2 separate regions of the Macaca mulatta genome follow, and region 2 is linked to region 1. A link is a contact called in public Hi-C data. All regions are on one chromosome and are shown on one strand. The core of a region is the stretch at or near the end of the contact, and the rest is flanking DNA. Distances in the headings are between cores, read along the strand shown.

Region 1 (2,749 bases), core at 132-2,631:
TTGAGACACTGCAAGTCTTTCTGAAGACCAGGTGAACATATGGATGGGGGGAGTGGCAGGTGGGCAGGGAACAGATGGTAGGACCTTGAGTGCCAGCTAGGGGCTGAGTCTTCCTTCTGCCAAGCATGGGTTGGCTGTGGAAGGTGTCTGAGCAGAGGGCACAGTCGGATTTCCACATCAGAACAACCAAGGGGCCGGGGGCAGGGGGCCATGGCATGGAGAAGGGGTGAGTTTTAGAAAGTTCAGAACCAGTCAACTTACGGTGGGATCCTTCCCATCTCCACACCCTCTGTGCCCTCCTTACAGTGGGTTCAGTCCCTCTTGCAACTCCATCTTACAAGGAGCTGTGAAGGTGTTGAACCCTGCCCTGCTAGCCTGCGTTCACCTGCTCCCACGTGGTGCTGTTCCTGAGATCTGCTCTGATAGGAACCCCCAGCAATGCCTGTTTCACCCCAGAAGGACCCCAACGGCTCGTTTGAGCAAGCCCCTCAGAGACACGGCCAGAATAGACCCCCAAACAAGACCTGGAATACGCAGCAGCCTCCCTACACACTCCGAACAACTCCCAAACCCAAAGACCCACACAGACCCCACAATCTCAAACAGTGTCCCAGCTGGAAACGGTCCTGAGGAAATACACACCTTCAGAAACCCGGCAAGTCCTTTATAGACTTCCTAAGCAGCTCGCTCATCCCTCAGAGAAAGCCCTGGATAGACCCAAAGTGTCTTGGCAACCCCCAGAGACTATCTATTGGGTCGTCCCTGTGAGCCCCGGTGACCTACTGGAGAGCCCCCTGAAGTCTCTCACAGTTAACAAGGCTCCAAAGAGACCCCTACACCGCCACCGCTTTCCAGTCAGCCCCAGCTCCCTGGAACTTCCACCAGCAGCCCAAAGACCCCCAAGTTGCCCCCCAAGCCCCTGAGATCATCTCCTGAGCAGCCTGCAACGCTCCAAGTACCTTGCAGGCTACTCATCTCCCTCGAGAAATCCTTAAAGTGTCCCCTGTAGCGCCCTCAGAGCCCCCCAACTGGTCACCCTCTCAGGCCCCGCCCCTCGGCCCAGCCCCACCCCCAACCTACAAAGCACCCCCAGCTCTCCGGACCCTCCAAGCTGTCTTCGCAACCCAGCCCCGCACCGTGCGCCCCCAGAGCCCTCAGCCCCACTCCCGGCCCTGGCGGATCCCGTCAACACTCACAAGAGGTCTCGCCTCGCGGTCTTGCAAACGATGCGAAGGAAGCGCCAGCCGCCGCTGCCCACGTACACGCCGAGCGCCGCTACTGCGCTCCAGGTCCATGGCAGCCCCAGCAGCCACAACAGCGCCAGCGAGACCACCGAGGCCGCGCCTGCACCCGGAGCCCGCATCCTGGGGAGACAGAGTGCGCTAAGGCCGCGGGCCACTCCGGCTCCGCCCGCGACCGCCCCCGACCCTACAGCGAGCCCTGCCCCCAGGCTTCGGCTCCGCCCCGCCGCGAGCCCGGGAAGGGTGCTCCGGGTCAGACTCCGCCCCCAGGCCTGGGATTGGTCAACTCCTCAAGCCAGGCATCGCCCCCTTTCCAGGCTTTAACACCCGCCCCCTAACTAGGAACCAGACCCCGGCCCTAGGCCTGGGATTGGCCAGGTCCTGGCCAGGCTCCGCCTCTGACCCTGGGTCAGCTCTATTCCATATTTTTGAGTCCATCCTTCCCTGCCAATCTTACAACAGTCCCCGCCCCCAGAGCCAGTAAGTCCACCCTGTCGGTCACTGTCCGGCCTCGCCATATGCCTGCATTTAGCCTGTATCCTTGATCCCCGAATTACCCTTCACGTCGTGTCCCCTTTGCTTCTGGTCCTGCCTCTACCCCGTGGCTTTCTCGCCACTCACGGGGCCCTGCCCTTAGGTTATACTTCTAGCCCCACCCACAGGCGCAGGCCCTCTCCCCCGAGTCCCGCCCCTCTCAGCCAGGCTCCACCCCCTAGGCTAGATTATATGGCCCCGCCCACAAGCACACACCGCGCCCCCCCGCCCCTCCCGGAACTAGACCCCTCCCATCAGTTCAAGCCCCACCCCAGTTCCGGCCCTAGCCCATGCTCCCAGGCTCAGGTTCTATCCTGGTCACTGGCCCCGCCCTCAGGCTTCGGCTCGTCACCACCTCCTGGGTTTCACTCCGGCCCCCATAGGACCTAGGCCCCGCCCCTCTTCCCACCTGTCTACCTCGAAGCCGCTCAGTCTGCAGAGCTGAGGCGGGCCCTCTTCCAGGAGCCACGACCATAGAGAGGCAACCGAACCAGAGAGGCGACGGTCAACGAGACATGGGGGCTAGAACGGCCCGCCAGGGACCCCCCCCCCCGCCCACCGCTGTCTCCATGACAACCAGGCCTTGCCCCACCCCCTCTCCTTTTAGGAAACACACGTGTCCTGCAGCCGTGGGGCATGGCTCGCAAGATAGCAGGACCCGAGCCCTAGATGGCGTGCAGACTCTCTACCCTCGGGGACCAAAAAGATCCCAGTCCACACCCACGGCCCGCGTGGGCTGAATTCTTGCCCCAGCTTGTCCTAAATCCAAGCCCCAAAACCTCTTTCATTCTTAAAAACACATTCCAGGGCCCCAGGGGAGTGCTCAACTCACACCGTGGGGGCCTCAGAAGTCTCTAATTGTAAACACCGCCGCGGTCTTAAACACGTGTAATTCAAGGACACAGCTAATTCTTAATCCATGTCCCGAAGCCTTGTCGATTAAGTCTCAACGTCACACCCCAGGATCCTGGGGA
Region 2 (2,749 bases), core at 165-2,664, 74 kb before region 1:
AAGTTGACAATAACACCAGCAATGAGTAACACCAGCAATGATAGCAATCATAATAAAATCACTGAGAGCCAAGCCCATGCCAGACCCAAGGACTCCACATCCATTAACTGGTTAATCTTCAGAGACAAACCCCAAAAGAGAATTATATTAATACACTTATTTTCTTTTCTTTTTCTTTTTTTTAGAGGCAGGGTCTTACTCTGTAGCCCAGGCTAGAGTGCAGTGGTGCAATCATAGCGCACTGCAGCCTCAAACTCCTGGGCTCAAGTGATTTTCCCGCCTCCTGAATAGCTGGGACTACAGGCACACACCACCACACCCGACTAATTTTTGTATTTTTTCTAGACACAGGGTTTTGCCATGTTGGCGAGGCTGGTCTCGAACTCCTGAGCTCAAGTGACCCGCTCACCTTGGCCTCCCAAGTTGCTAGGATTACTGCGTGAGCCACAGCGCCCGGACCCATTTTCCATTTGAGGAAACTGAGGCAGGGAGTGAGAAGTCACCAGTCAAAGACTTCTTCAGAGTTCTGGCCTGTTCCCTCCCAAGAAAGCATCCACTTCCTCCTGGGCCATCTAGTCCTGGACTCCACCCACGTCGGTCCGAAGGCAGGGGTTTGACTGGGGCCTGGAGCCGGGCTGAGTTCAAGCTTAAGGTTAGCAGCAGGCACAGAAAGGCTTGCTGTTAGATGTGGCCCCTGGCAACGCCCCAGTGGGGGCTGCGGGCTCAGTCCTTTGGAGGTGTACGTGCTCCAGAGGAAGTTAGAACGAGTCACAGTCAGTGGGGCCGGATCTGCCCTAGTAGGGTCCAGTAGACAGGAGCGGTGCCCAGCCCACCCCAAAGGAGCCAGCAGGAGGAACTCGATCCCGCTTGTTTTAATGTGGGGAGGGCTGTGTCTGGCCCCATGGGAGGACAGCAGGCAGGGGGCACGCGTGGGCCCATCCCGATGGGGCAGCGGGCAGGGGCATGCGTAGACCCGTCCCGATGGGGGTAGAGAACAGAAAGCACGCGCGGATCCGCCCAAAAGAGGATAGCGGGCAGGGGCTCGTGTGAATCCACCCCAAAGGGGACAGCGAGCAGGGGCTCTCGTGGACCCGCCCGATGGGGACAGCGGGCTCGGCTCACCATAGCGCAGTGCGCTCCCGCGGGTGCCGCAGCCGCTCGAGTGCGCCCAGCGTGGTGGGCAAAGCGTGGGCCGCGTTTCGCGCCAACAGCGCGATGAGCACGCGCGGCGCCTGCAGGGGCGACTCCGGGCTCCAGCGCTCCTCGGGGAAGTAGGCGTCGGCGCCCGGCTGGCCCCCCGGCGGCAGTGGCGCCAGCAGCAGAAACAGCAGCGCCTGGAGCGACTGCTCGCGCCGCCGGCCGGCGCGTGGGGCCGCCGCCATCGCGCCACGCGTCTCCTTTAAGTCGTTTTTCTGCGGGAGGACTCTGGCCGCGCCTTAAAGGGGTCATTGGGGCCCCGCCCGGCCGCGCGCCTTGAAGGGGAGGAGCGCGCCTGGCGTGAAGTCCAGGCCCCGCCTCCAGACGCTTTCGGAGACCCAAAGCCCGGAGTGACGTCACCTGCAGCCCTACCCAGGACGCCCCGCCCCCGCACCCACGTTAAAGGCACAGAGCGCTCGGAGAGCGTGGAAGGGAGGTTAGGGGTAGCGTTAGGGTTAGGAACCCGCGCTTTCTCCGGGTGCGTCCTACCACCGAGACCTCCTCCTGATGCGCCGCCAAACTTCCCCATGTATAAAACCTGGGCTGTGCCACCAGGCGGACTTGGCTACTTAGGAATTGGTTTGGGACCCAAGAGACCTTAGCCTCAGTTTCCTCTGCTGCAACGTGGGTTTTGCCATCCTGGTTTTGGACCTCACAGGGATGTCATTGAGGGTTGTGGAGAATAAAGGTCATGACGTCCACAGACCTGGCGTCACATCCAGTCCCCGCCCTGGGCTTACTGTGTGTGAGCTTCAGTCTGTCCATCTATAAAATGAGATCATAGAGACCCTACAGGGTTGGCGTGAAAATGGAGCCAGGGCAAGATAATGGACCGTTCTGAGCACAAGCTCTTCCAGAGACAAGGGCCGTGTTTTCATGGAAATGCCACCAAGGGATTGTTTTCCAATACTCTAGTGCCGTATTTTCAAATTGATTGACTTAGTATCACACTTTTTTTTTTTTTTTTTGAGACGGAGTCTGGCTTTGTCGCCCGGGCTGGAGTGCAGTGGTGCAACATAGCAAGACCATGCCTCTATTTTTAAAAACAATAAAAACTTTAAAAAATACATCTGAACATTATTATTTTTATTATTTTCACAGAGAGGGTCTTGCTCTGTGGCTCAGGCTATAGTGCAGTGGCATGATCATGGCTCACTGCAGCCTCAACCTCCTGGGCTCAACTGATCCTCCTGCCTCAGCCTCCAAAGTAGCTGGGACTACAAGTGCACTCAACCACGCCCAGTTAACTTTTAAATTTTTTGTAGAGATGGAGTCTCCCTATGTTACCCAGGCTCTTCTCAAACTCCTGGGGAGCTCAAGTAATCCTCCCCCTTCAGCTTCCCAAAGTGCTGGGATTACCAGTGAGCCATCATGCCCGGCTAAAACTTAATTTTTAAGAATGATACAGGCCAGGTGCAGCGGCTCACGCCCGTAATCCCAGCATTTTGAGAGGCTGAGACAGGCAGATCACTTGACGTCAGGAGTTCGAGACCAGCCTGGTCAATATAGTGAAGCCACATCTCTACTAAAAAAAAACAAACAAGAAATTAGC

Evidence for each region. Hi-C and Micro-C count contacts between places; a contact is called where the count stands out from the background.
Region 2: a Hi-C map of liver shows a contact between it and region 1, with 3 times the contacts expected there. The contact joins the promoter of COLGALT1 here to the promoter of SLC27A1 in region 1. A contact is called at or near these places in 2 of 14 Hi-C or Micro-C datasets (cortical neurons and liver).

Annotation. Positions count from the first base shown.
Region 1 is chr19:17,980,110-17,982,858 of T2T-MMU8v2.0, reverse strand. SLC27A1 (solute carrier family 27 member 1) reads right to left here and starts at 1,381. Exons shown (of 10, transcript XM_077978293.1): 1 at 1,197-1,381. The coding sequence starts at 1,363.
Region 2 is chr19:18,054,485-18,057,233 of T2T-MMU8v2.0, reverse strand. It overlaps COLGALT1 (collagen beta(1-O)galactosyltransferase 1), which reads right to left and starts at 1,414. Exons shown (of 12, transcript XM_077978295.1): 1 at 1,069-1,414.